Regions from separate parts of the Mus musculus genome. Here all the other regions are linked to region 1. The links are chromatin contacts, called in public Hi-C and HiChIP or PLAC-seq maps. All regions are on one chromosome and are shown on one strand. Each heading gives the region's core, a stretch centred on a gene start, on an enhancer-like site or on the middle of the called end of the contact. The rest is flanking DNA. Distances are from core to core; before and after follow the strand shown.

Region 1 (4,120 bases), core at 1,168-3,667:
TTGGAAATATTTTAGATTTATTAGATTTCTGTTTTTAATTGATTCCTTCTTCCTTTTCATATGGTTTCAACAAATCCATTTCCCACAGTTTCCCAGCAAAGATGTATGTACTTTCATTTTTAACCTTTTCAAAGAAAGATAATTCCCCCACCCCCATAGGGTATTAGAACATTCAAGTACAAAACAAATATTGTAGTATGCTAATGTGGATTATCCCTACAGTAACCACATGACTAGCACCATGGAAATAATGCTAATATTTTTATTCTCACACTCTGGCTCATGTCTTACATCTGGCTAACAGCTGGGCCAGTGATGTTGCAAGGCCTTGGAAAAACAGCACAGGGCAAAGGCAAGCAGCACATTGGGGGCAGCGTCTCCTCAGTCTCCTCAGATCAAGCAGGCCTTGCTGTCCCAGCCTTCCTGGGAGCCGTTATTCCAGCTGGCTAAAGTGCCATTGCCTGCTTCTGGCCGAGGAATCCAGATTAGCTATTTCACTAGTGTGAATGCCCCATCTCCTTACGAAGTAAACACAGGCTAACATCCTTTGACTTGTCAACTTCTCTTTTCAAGGACAAATTAAAGGAATGCATTTTGCTTTTGATTATAAATGAGAAAGGCTTGGAAGTTCTCTATGAAAATTATTATGCCTTGACTCCCTCCCCACCACACCCAAAGTTTATATATTATAATGAAATTATGTGGAACAGCTATGTTAAAATTGAGAACTAATATAAAGAAAAAAATTTAGAAGAAACTAAAAATAGCAACTACACAAACTTAGAATCTGAAGAATTCTCCCGTGACTGCGCGTCAGTGAAGAGACTCCTGCCCACTAAGAGAAGCACCACTGTCGGACGAGCTGCCTGGTCTTCCACATGTGACGGGCTTTTACATGATAGCCTCATAGGAAGCGGAGAGAAGACATCACAGGCTTGGGGAAGGGTGGGGTGTAAGTAATTGCTGCGTGCTGACTCAAACTGGTCTCTGTGAAAACCTTTATTCTCAGTTTTGTTGGCTTTTAAACCACTGTCTTAGCTTAGGAACATTTAATCCATGAAATGCTGCCATCCAGAAAGTAATGCCATTTACATTACTATAGGATTTCTGTTTTTCTGAACATAAAATTGCTTCTTTAAAAAATGTTTTTTTTATTTAAATATTTCAGATTTGATTATTTTCTGGGTGTTTGCTTGCATAGAACTATGCATCAGAAGTGTGCGCTGTGTCTGTGGAGGCCAGAAGAGGGCACCAAATCCCCTGGAACTGGAATTCCAGATGGTTGGGAGCCACCATGTAGATCCTGGGGACTGACCCCTGGGTCCTCTTACCAGAGCAGCAAGTGCTCTTGACAGCTCGTCTAGCTCTTCGTCATATTGACTTTTGAGACACTGCCTTGTTATTGAGCCCAGGCTGGCCTTCCAAGTACTCGAACCACAGCAGGTTCTAAATTCTGCTTTTATAAATAAAAAGTGATTGCATATATTTAATACTTTCAAGAATTAGTTTGTATCAGGGTGACTGGCTGTACCTAAGGTAAATCTGCACATTCTTGGTGCCAAGAACATAGTCACTTAGCAAAGCTACCTTTGCTGTACATGCTGACAAAACCCACCAACCTGAGAGGTCACCACTTAGATAGGTGAGTGTGAACCTAGCCGACTTCTCTCTGTAAAGCTAAAACAGCAGCAGTCAGCCTGAGTCTCCTTCTCACCTCCCTCTTACGTTCTGGGGGTCCTGCTTTTGTTCTCAGATCACCCTGCTTTCTGACCTTGGTTAAGGCTGACTACTCAAGGAGCGCACACAGGAGGATGATTATAACCACGGCTGACAGGAGGCAGGAGGACAAGTTGGGGACTTTGTTGCTATATGGAGAGGAGAGCTGGTGCTTATTTTCAATTCTGAGTTTTTAATGCTTGGTTCATTGAAGGCGCTTTGCTGTGATACTCCCCAGCTCCCTTCAGTATGAGGAAATGGATTCATTACCTGGGCTGACAAAGATCCCAAAGCTAATTTCTGCCTCTGTCCTTCCCCTCATGGGTTCGCGTGGCACAGTGCTCCCTTTGTTCTGAGTGACTCACTTAGGTTTTCTTTAAGGTGATTTCCCCTTCCCCTTCCCCACACCAGCTCTCTCAAGGCATGAAAGATAACTTTCTACTGGAGTTTTGACTACCTGATCCTTCCTATAGAGCATTTCTTGTGAGGCAGTGTGCTCTCCCAGCTTCTTCAAGAGGAAATTGTTCCCCTGGTGGCAGGTCTGACTGTCCTGCTCTGTAATCACACAATGAAAGGTTCTTTTATAGTGTCCTGCGCTGGTGGCAGAGATAAAGCTGCTTTGAGGGCTGTAAGCTGAGACCCTTCAAGAGTGAGCAGTGCACACAAGCTTATCTCAGTGTTTCCTGACTCACTGGTGTGTGTCTAGGTTTCGAGCTTGCTGCTCTGCTGACAGACCTGCTGGATATTTTGTTGGCCCTCTTTCCAGTGTGATGCTGATACTGATCTTTAAATGCCTACTGAGGTTTTAAAATAACTTCTGTGTTGAATATCAATTTCTCTGTAGATTCCACCTAGTGTTTCTAAAAACAGGCTTTTGGGTACGTTTTCTTCACACTTGCTTGCGTCACACTCTGTAGTAGTTGTTCCCACAGAAACCCTGTGAGGAAGTATTGCCAGCTGGTAGAACCTTCTGCTTCAGATTCTGGTGATGCGTGGGTGATCGGGGTCCTTGATTGGCTGGGTGCATTTCCTCTGTTGTGTCATTATTTAATTTTTTTGTGATTGATTACAAACGGAATTCACTCATTAGTATTCATAAGTCACAAAGGAATTGCCTGTTTTATTTTGTTTATATTAGATTTTAGAAATTATGAGTATATTGAGCTCTGATGAGTAGAAGTGTTAACTTTTAAACTTCAGGAGAGACCACATCATTTAGTCGCCTGTTTACTGACTGTTTTACTGCATGGGTGTTGTGGGAACACAGAGAAGACTCAGATGTGGTTTTCTGATCACCCAGAGCTGAGTTATGCAGCGAAGCAGTGCCTCACTTGGAGAACCCAGGCCTGAAGGGTAACAGTCAGACGGTCTGTGCTGAGCATTTGCTAGAACAAGGAAAATAGACCTTCTGGTAAGACGGTGTCTGCACACCAGAAAGCCTTTATAATGATATAGAGGAACAAAGCTTAGATTTTGAAGAAATTCTCATTGTTAGTAAGAAATGATTATAATGGAGCAGGATTGCTTTTAAACATAGTCATTTTATTAGGCTTTAAGTCCTGTGGAGCGTCTCATGTAAACAAAATGGAATTAGAGTCTTCCAGCTGGAGACAGTCCCAACATTATAAGAAATGGTTCTGTTTTAAACTCGGAATTTAAATTAAGGCTTACTATTTTATAGTATACTGTCAAACCAAAATTAGACATTTATAGACTGCTAGTTTATCTGATGGTAAGCTATAGATGCCTGGAGACATAGCAAGTAGCTGTTCTCCCCTGTGGACTTGTGACCTGTAAATCTGTAAAACATTGCTAATTTGCTTTAGGGTTTTATAAAAAGTCAGAAGTAGAATATGTTAAATTTAAAGGGCAGTGTCATGTTTAATTTTAAGATTAGAAATCAGTATCTTCTTTTTATTTCACTTTAGCTTTGGTTTCCTTCAGGGTCCCTGAGAGCTGTGTATGCTGGCTTGTGCCTGTAATCCTAGTACTTGGAGGCTGAGGCAGGAGGATCATCAGAGAGTCAAGGCCAGCTTCAGCTATGTAGTGAGTTTCAAGCCAGCCTGAACTGTAAATGAGACCCTGGCTCAATTAAATATAATAATAAAATATCCGGGGAGAATTTTTGTTTTTTTCCTCGAGATAGGGTTTCTCTGTATAGCCCTATCTGTCCTGAAACTCACTTTGTAGACCAGGCTGGGCCTGAACTCAGAAATCCACCTGCCTCTGCCTCCCAAGTGCTGGGATTAAAGGTGTGTGCCACCACCACCCGGGGAGAATTTATTTTTTATGTTAAAGTTTGTTTGTTTGTTTGTTTTTTTAAAAAAACTGGAAAATAACACTTTTTGACCCTTAGAAACTCAGTTTCTAATGAAATGCTTATATTTTCAGATGACCTTTTCAT
Region 2 (4,120 bases), core at 566-3,065, 430 kb after region 1:
TGAGTGTACTTGTTACTCTTCCAGAGGACCCAGGTTTAGTTCCCAGTGCCTACATTATGCATTTCACAACTGCCTGTAACTCCAGTTCTATAAAACCCATGGGTACCCACACACGTGTGGCATGCATACACAAACACATCATTAAAAAAAAAAAACAACTTACAAATTAAAAAAAACTCTTTGGAATCTTCCACTCTAACAGCTAAAGGCCCCTCCCCAGTCCCCCTCCCTCGAAGTCTCCTCGTTGCTGCTCCTGCCTTGAGGCCTTTGCACACCCCCTAGATACCTCATTTCAACTCTCCCTCCAGCTCCAATGCTTTGCCACAGCGTCCCTCCTGTCTTGGCTTGGGGACCACGGCATCGAGACACTACCTCCTTAACCCTCTGTTATATTGTGAATGTAAACTGTCTCCCGCAGGCTTGTGTGTTTGAATTCTTGGACCCTAGCCGTTCAAGTTGTTTGGGACACCGTGGAACCCTGTGTACCTGTCAGGAGTGGGACAATTGGGACCTTGAAAGTAACAGTTGTCTCTGGCTCCGGCTCTCTGCTTCCTAGTGGTCATAACTGGAAAAGCCAACGCAAGATCCTGCCTTGCTGGGTTGACTCCGCCATGTTCACTCTGCCGTGAGGGACAGTTCCCTCTGACCTGAGAGCCAAGGCTAACAATCCCCCTCCTCCACCCCATCAGTTGCTTCTATCACAGCAATTCTGAGAGTGACCAATCCCAATCCCCACGCACCTGGTTTAATCTCTCTTTCCGCAGCACTTGCCTCCTTCCAAACAGACTATTTAATTTTTCTTTCCTATTTTTCCCCGACACTGAATTTCATGTTCTCATCCAGGTTGACCTGAGTAACCTCAAACTCACTGTAAGCCTCCTGCCTCAGCTTCCTGAGTGCTGGTATTACAGGCACTACAGGTGTACACAACCATGTTCGACCTGGTGTGTTGTTTTTACATAGACTCTCACTACGTGGCCCTGGCCGGTCTGAAGACCGGGTATGAATTTTCATTAATCCTCCTATCTGCCTCCTTCGTGCTAGGATTACAGTGGGCCTCTGCGTCAGAGTCGCTGCGCCTGTCTAGGTTTGTTTTTTATAGGCCATGTCCCCATGCAGACACCCATTTCACTGTGGCTGTGTTTTGACCACTGACAGCGTCCATAGTCCAGAGGGGTGCTGGCATGAAGTCCATACTCTCCTCTATAGTGAATGAACCAGCAAGGAAGTCCTGGAGAAGGAATCCATGCCCTGTCACCTCTGGCTCTGCAGGGCTTATGCTAGTGTCAGAAGGGTGTGCAAACACACCTATTAAATGAATATATGAGTACACCATCGAATGAGGTACTTTTCGGACCAAACGTGAGGTCTGGGGACCTCCACAGATCAGCTTAGATGTTCACAAACGGTATCCTACTAAACCACTCAGGGCTCTCTGCCTACCTGGGAGCCTCACTCGCTCTGGAATCTGGCTTCATCCCATCCCCCACACTCGGGTCACCACCACCCTCACTCGGGTGAAGCTTCTGGAAGCCTTCCCAGCACCTGATGCTTTCCCAGAAGAATCAAGTGCTGTGAGCAGGGGTCACCCCTTTTCTCCAAAGACTTGGGGCAGGTTGGTGACACAGGAAGTATCGGGTGAGGTTGCAAACATGTTTAGAGGTGCTCTAAGGCTCTCCAACCAGGCCTAGACTGTTGGTATCCTCTGTGGGGCAGCTTTGGCCTTTCTGAGCAATCTCCTGAGGGGACATGTGGGGTACAGGGGCTCAGCTCTGAGTTGAGAAGCAGATTTGAGTACATACAGAGTGGGGTGAGCAGCCACAGCAGTTGGGGTTGTGTCCCCCCTCCTCCACTCCCCCAGCTTCCTGTTCTACTGGCTGTATCAGGCTCTCACAGATACCAGAAAGTGGAGAGTCAGGGGAGGGAGCTTCGCTTCCCAGGCCCAGGCTGGACCCCAGCTTTGGGGTTTCAGGCAGTTTCTATAACCACAGTCACATGTCCCTTCTGTAACCTGAGCCCCCAACACAGCATGAGTCTGCACCCCAGCTCCTGGAGTCACATCTGTTTCTCATTTCCGCCCCAGGAAAACGGTCCAATTTCCATGAGTGCCTGGCCCAAGCCAAGCCTCAAGTCTCCCTTTGGCCAGCCCCACCCAACGGAGCTCTGGCACTGCATAGGGTGGGGTGGGGAACAGAGAGTGTAGCTCAAATCGCCTGGGCAGTGGAGCAGCCAGGAAGTTCTTAGCCTGACTCTGTCAATTCCTCAAGTGTGTCCTTGGGACAATCGCTTAAATTCTCTGGACTTCAGATTTTTCACTGGCAAAAATGTGTAACTCTACAGACAGAGGGATCATTAGGATTTGGGAACCTAGATAGCTCCTTAGGGATACAAGCCAAGAAGGGTGTGGCTGTGTTAGGAAGATGGTGGGGACCAAAGCCCCCGTCCTAGCCACACCCGCTCTTGGTATTTGCTAGAGTTGTGGCTGAGTCCTTCATCTGCCAGCAATTATTAAGCACCAGGATGTTTGTATTGGTCCCTGGGCAAGAGTCAGGAGTGATAAGCAATTTACACTCTTTGGTGGAGGAGGGACCCACAGGTAAAAATAAATCCAATCTACGCAGCGGACTGAAGATCTGTGTGAACAGGACCAAGGCAGCCCCAAAAGCAATACCTTCAGACTCCTTCTGCTAGTGGAGATCTGCCATGTTTAAGACGGTTTCAACTTAATGTTATTTTTTGGTTTTCTGTTTTGTATTTTTAGCCCTCCAACCGCTGATGGGAATCTTGTGGATCCCAGGCTGTCTTTCAACTTCTGCTCCTCCTGCCTCCACCCTCCAAGCACTAGACTTCCTGGGCTGCAGTTTCTGCAGCATTGGGAGTAGAACCCAGGGACTTCATGCTTATTAGACAAGCATTCTACCAACTGAGTGGCACCTCTCTAACTCCTTGATACTGTTTCTGTCTATAAAAAAAAAAAAACCTCTGCCCTTCTTTAGGGAACCCCAATTTCCTCTAATGCCTTCTCCATCCTTCACACTTAGGATATCCAAAGCAGCTTCCTGTGGAGGGGAACTCAGCAGGGACTCAAATAAAAGCATCTCTACACCTTGCACCCCACCGTGAGACATCTGCTGTCTCCTCAACCCTTTAACTGCTCTGCCCACTCTATGTGAAAGAGCTAAGGAAGCGTGCCACCAGGAGAGCTTGCCCCAGCTCTACCCCACTTCCACCAGGGTAGTCAGACCTGAGAGCCTGATGTGGATCTCAGCACCAGTATGTGTGTGCCCTGAACACAGCACTGAACCATGACGTTGCAAGACAGCCTCTTCCTATGGGAAGGGGGCCACAGTTATGGAAGAGCTTGTCTTTCTGACCCCAGCTTGGGTTCTCTGTGACTGCTTGGGCCTACTCTCAAGTGCCTCCGTTCAATTTCCCAGAGCCTCTGTATCCTGCCTTTTGCAACCCAGCTCTTCACTAAACCCAGCTTTGTTGGGAGAATCATTTGCATACAAAGCACAGAGCTTCTAAGTGCACAGCTTGACGGATTTTGATGAATGTGCATCCCTGTAGAACAATTGCTCTGTCGAGAGTCAATCGCCCTCTTCCCCTCCAGGAAAGCTCTTGTTTGGGGACTGATTCCTCCATCTGTGAAAGGTTCAGACTTGGGTCTCTGCATGTGAGAGAGCTGGGCTAAGCAGGGAAGGGGGAAGGTCCTTGCTTGTACTTAATGGAAACGCTGTATGTACAAGGGCTTCATTACCGCTCCCTTCCTGTCCTGAGCCCTCCTTGGCTAGACAAGGATCAAAGGTGGAGCAAGCTTCCCCCAGTCCTTAACACACACTCTCTCTCTCTCTCTGTCTGTCTCTCTCTTTTTCTCTCTCTCTCTCTCTCACACACACACACAATCTCTCTGTCACACACTCTCACTCTCACTCTCTATCTCTCTTTCACATACACACACAGTCTCTCTTTCACACACACATACTCTGTCTCACACATATGTGCACACACACTCTCTTTTTTACACACACACACATTTTCTCTTTCTCTCTCTCTCTCTCCCTCTCTCTCTCTCTCTCTCTCTCTCTCTCACACACACACACACACACACACACACACA
Region 3 (4,120 bases), core at 428-2,927, 320 kb after region 1:
AGTGCCTCGTGCAAGCATGTTAATTAGATGCTCTGCGCGGGTCCGAGCTATCCTTCCCATATGTTTTCTATGGAGGTTTAATCTTCTTTAGGTTTGCCAAGGGCAACCCTTGTAGAGTTGAGATGAGTGATATGTTCCAGGGGCGTGGTGCCTGTAGTCTTCCTTTGTCATGTCTGTCTACTTACTGGATAGGTGAGGGGACAGCTGCAGAGCTGGCTAGCAGCAGAGTCCTTGGCCTTCCTTCCCTGCCAGGATGTTTTGACAGAGGGCAGATGAGACGTGGGAGAAAGGTCTCCATCAGAGACAGTTAACCACCGAAGCATCTGGGTCCCCTGATGTGATGTCCCGTGATGTCTCTGGAATCTGATCTAACATTCCCTTTGGCCTAGGGATGGCCAAATGATTATGCTTCAATACCTGCAAGGCTTGGAGGTGGAACATGTCCTGCATCCTGACGGGGTGTTATATCCTGTGCCCTGTGGCCTGCTAGCTGAGTGGTCCCCCCCCCCCCAGGAGTGATTGATGGGAGGGAGACAGTGAGGGAGGACAGTCTCCTTCCTCTTGCCCTGATCTCTCCCACAGCCTCTGCCCCAGTTGGGTTTCCCTTCTCTATTTAACCTTTCTCAATCTCTAAGAGATCCCTCTGCTGACCACAGTCTGAAGGCTGGCCTTGTACCACATTTTTAGAGTGGGGGCTTCTGGGCCTCCATGACTAGGTGGCAAATATATGTATGGCCCAGGCCTACCTCACCACTCACAACAGACATGCACTTCACACTAGGGCTCTTTCCATAGCTGAACCCTCGCTCAGCAGAGAAGGCGGTAGTGTCAACTCTGGCTTGCAGCACTGTCTTAGCCTCTGGGAGCCTTTCTGCAAGGCCTTCACCCCTGACCTGATCAGCCAAGGTAGCCTTGACACTTCCCAGACAGACTGACTTCTTTGATATGAAGTGTGCCTGAGGACAGGCTGGGGGTACTGTAACATCTCCCCAGGTGACCCTACTCTGTGGCCAAGATGGAGAGAACTGCCTTCCCGAGGGGAGAGTGCCACAGAAAGAACACTAGGTATGGCGCAGGAGTCTGGAATGGTGACTACCCTCTGGTACTGACATGTCCCTGGCCAAACAGTTTCTCCAGGCACTGGATGAGAGTACCTTGGGGAGAGATGGACAAGAAAGAGAAGGGGCCAGGAAAATCTACTAAGCTAGCCCTTCATTCCGGAAACAAGAGAGTTTTAGAAGGAACAGCTAACCTAGGGCTTCACAGCACTGCAGCAGGGGCAGGGACAAGGAGGCAGGGGCAGGGGCAGGGGCAGGGGCAGGGGCAGGGGCAGGGGCAGGAGGGGCAGGGGCAGGGGCGGGGGCGGGGGCAGGGGCAGGGGCAGGGGCAGGCCGAAGCCAGCTCAACTGTTGGTCTTCTTTCCTCTCCAACCCAGGCATCCTGGATCCTTGGTCTGTAGATTCTGTCCTTCTCTAGACGAGATGGGCAGAGGGTTGGGACTGCTTTTGGAGGGCACGGTTTCTTCCAGAGCCTGCGTGGGGGAAACTGTGGCGAGAGCCAGAGGGTGTGGGTCTCAGCCAGACTTCGTGAAAAGAACCTTTGCGGAGGCACTGTCCTGCCGCAGCTACTCTGTGGGCCCTATGGACAGAAAGGGGAAGTTTGGCTGTATTTAGAAAGCTGTTCACAAACAGGAATGGCAGGGGTGGGGGTGAGGAGGGTGAGGTAGGCGGCTGGCTGGAGGAGCTGAGGAGGAAGGCAGGCAGCCATCCAGAAAGGCTTCAGCAGGGGCCCGAGGACAAAGGCTTGATCTGGGTCCACATGTCACTTGGGACGCTCTTGGAGCAAGAGGAGGGGCAGAGTGAAGAGCGGGGAGGAAGAAAAGGAAGGGGGAAGGAGCTCTCACCGGAATGCCTTTTTATGCTGGAAGCAGAGGTTGACTGTGCTGGACACATGCCCCACTGCCCTCGAGGCCCAGGTGGTGACTGACTCTTAGGGGACAGACGGATAGCACAGAGGCTAAGAAGGGAGACGCTTTGGGTGTCTCCTCCAAAGTGTGGCCAGACTCCTCTGCTCCTTAGTCCTCTCCGGTCACCTTAATAAAATACCCAAACTGGGGTGGTTCATTGATGGCTGACATTCGCTGCTCTAGCACTGGAGACTGGGAGTGCTGGGTAGGGATGGAGCAACGATGATTTTAACCAAGACCACTCTTATAGAAGGCCTTGCCCCCACCAGAAACGTCATGCGCTTGAGTGGAGCTGCTCTTCCAGGAGAGTTCCCATGCCCAGGACCAGGAGAGGACCCCATCCCAACATGAGACATGTAATACCAGACACAAACCAGCCTGGGACCTTTCTCCAAGCCGTAGCAAGAAGCCTGCTCTGAGGATGGGCGCAAAGAAGGGCTTCTGGGTGCTCGCTCACTCTGCCATGGACCATCCAAGGTCAAACAGCCCGCTCAGTGTGCCCTGGTGAGGGAGGACAGCTGTTCACCTCAACCCAACTCAGGACTCCGTGCCAGCTGTGCGTCAGCGACTCTGCTAAGTGCCAGAGGGAGACAATGCAGTTCCTTTCCTCATGGGGTTAGAGGCTACTTAGGGTTCACTGGTGGGTCAGTGTTTCTCCCAGGCTGTGAGCACAGCTCGGTGAAGGCTTAGCAAGCAAGCAAGCCCCCTATCTTACTCATCTCGTTGAGGAAATACTAGTAATCAACTTGAAATATTCAGGGCTAAGAAGTGTGTGCTTGAGAGTAACGGACCCATTGAAGCACACAAGGCAAGATTCAGACTGTGGGCCTCTGTACGTGGGCCTGAGTGTGTTCACTAACTAGCCTTGGCTAAAGAAGAACCCCATTAGCTCTGGCCTGAGTGTGTGATACTCATGTAGTACTGATGTGTAGTGCTGACGTGTATTGACATGTAGTTCTGACATGTAGTATTGACATGGGATACTGACATGTAGTGTCGACATGTAATATTGATGTGTAGGCTGTAAAATCTACGTGGTCTCCGCTAGCTTCCCCTTTTTGTTTGTTGTTTTCTTTTACTTTTTTGAGTAAAGTTCTCTTGTAGCTCAGGCTGGCCCTCTCACTTGCTATGGAGCTAAGGCTTACCCTTAATTTTTGATCCTTCCGCCTTCACATCCCAAGTCCTGGGGTTATCACCACCACATCTGGTGTTTGTTTGTTTGTTTGTTTTCTCCTGTTTTTCTCAATTCAGTCTACGCACTGATCATTTCTCTGTCCTTCTCCCCCACCCCAGCCCCCACCCCATCAGCACTGGAATCCATGGGCAAATGACTGGACTCCAGGTTTAGGGAGCATTCAGTGTTCACAAACCATAATGTTAGCTGATCTGAGATTCAGAGGCTAGTAATTCCCTTAAGGATTGTCAAACCAGTTTGGGGTTCACAAAGTGCTTTGATGGAAGATACCTGCCTTTGAAGGCAAGTGCTTCTGGGAGGGAACGTGGTAGGGGATGGGGCTGCAGGCAACAGGAGGTGGGTACAGTGACTGAATGTGGGGATGCTGGCCCTGCGGTTTACATGTGTGTCCGGGATGCTTCAGCAGCCTCCAAGGCTAGCCCAAGGGATCACTGACGTGCCGCTTTCCCCAGATTCGCCCATGATTTATGCTTCTGAAAACATCTGAGGAAAAGTTAGACATCTTTACCTTTTTGCTTCAATTACTTCAGGCGAGATTCTCAAGGATGCTCTTTAATATAGTCTGCTTTCCTTTCGGTGAAGCCGTATCCCGTATCTGGTGGGCTATTCTAGCTTGTAAATACAGCCGACTTTGCGGGAGTCAGCTAGGCTTATGATGCTGTGCTGGTGTCCTGACCACTGGGGGATGCCTGAGCCCCAAGCCTTGTCAGAACTGTGTTGACCTCAGGAGCCCTGCTTGGGTTTGCTTTCTGCTGGACAGCTGGTCTGTGCTCTCAGAGGCCCGGCTGGGCCTTGGCTGGACTCTGTTTTATCTTGTTTCTCTCCGCTTTGTTCTGGAATTTTCTGTGCATTTTCCCCAATCCACAGATATGACTGTCATAGGGTATTGGCTTTCCAGTGTCTAGCACGGTATGTTGGCTACAGAGTTAGCTTGGTTGGGCCCCCTCTGTGCCTTGGAG

The links. Hi-C and Micro-C count contacts between places; a contact is called where the count stands out from the background. HiChIP or PLAC-seq counts read pairs in DNA pulled down with a chosen protein or histone mark.
Region 2: an H3K27ac HiChIP or PLAC-seq map of regulatory T cells shows a contact between it and region 1, with 11 times the contacts expected there. The contact joins two enhancer-like sites. A contact is called at or near these places in 2 of 15 datasets of contacts at CTCF or cohesin (CD8 T cells and large pre-B cells), 2 of 484 Hi-C or Micro-C datasets (bone marrow-derived macrophages and uterus), 21 of 115 datasets of contacts at active chromatin or transcription factors (CD8 T cells, DN3 thymocytes, the HPC-7 cell line and 15 more) and 3 of 9 other capture datasets (adipose tissue, embryonic stem cells and pancreatic islet).
Region 3: a contact with region 1 is called in a Hi-C map of the Ba/F3 cell line, with 3 times the contacts expected there. The contact joins two enhancer-like sites. A contact is called at or near these places in 13 of 484 Hi-C or Micro-C datasets (3T3-L1-derived adipocytes, the Ba/F3 cell line, DN3 thymocytes and 7 more), 5 of 115 datasets of contacts at active chromatin or transcription factors (the HPC-7 cell line, T-cell acute lymphoblastic leukemia, effector CD8 T cells and 2 more) and 2 of 9 other capture datasets (adipose tissue and embryonic stem cells).

What each region holds. Positions count from the first base shown.
Region 1 is chr17:84,418,403-84,422,522 of GRCm38.p6, reverse strand. The region is part of intron 21 of Thada (thyroid adenoma associated); the gene reads left to right. Among named protein-coding and RNA genes, the nearest start is that of Gm24722, 29 kb to the right of the region's middle. RefSeq lists an enhancer at 1-803. Within about 2 kb of position 2,417, at least 130 of the 459 cell types and tissues checked have an H3K27ac peak or open chromatin away from gene starts, as enhancers often do. A contact at or near this core is called in the Ba/F3 cell line, CD8 T cells, DN3 thymocytes and 9 more, where this site is marked.
Region 2 is chr17:83,988,561-83,992,680 of GRCm38.p6, reverse strand. No RefSeq gene overlaps it. Among named protein-coding and RNA genes, the nearest start is that of 8430430B14Rik, 7.9 kb to the left of the region's middle. Within about 2 kb of position 1,815, at least 209 of the 459 cell types and tissues checked have an H3K27ac peak or open chromatin away from gene starts, as enhancers often do. A contact at or near this core is called in CD8 T cells, DN3 thymocytes, the HPC-7 cell line and 7 more, where this site is marked.
Region 3 is chr17:84,098,333-84,102,452 of GRCm38.p6, reverse strand. No RefSeq gene overlaps it. Among named protein-coding and RNA genes, the nearest start is that of Gm35551, 17 kb to the right of the region's middle. Within about 2 kb of position 1,677, at least 85 of the 459 cell types and tissues checked have an H3K27ac peak or open chromatin away from gene starts, as enhancers often do. A contact at or near this core is called in the Ba/F3 cell line, the G1E-ER4 cell line and the HPC-7 cell line, where this site is marked.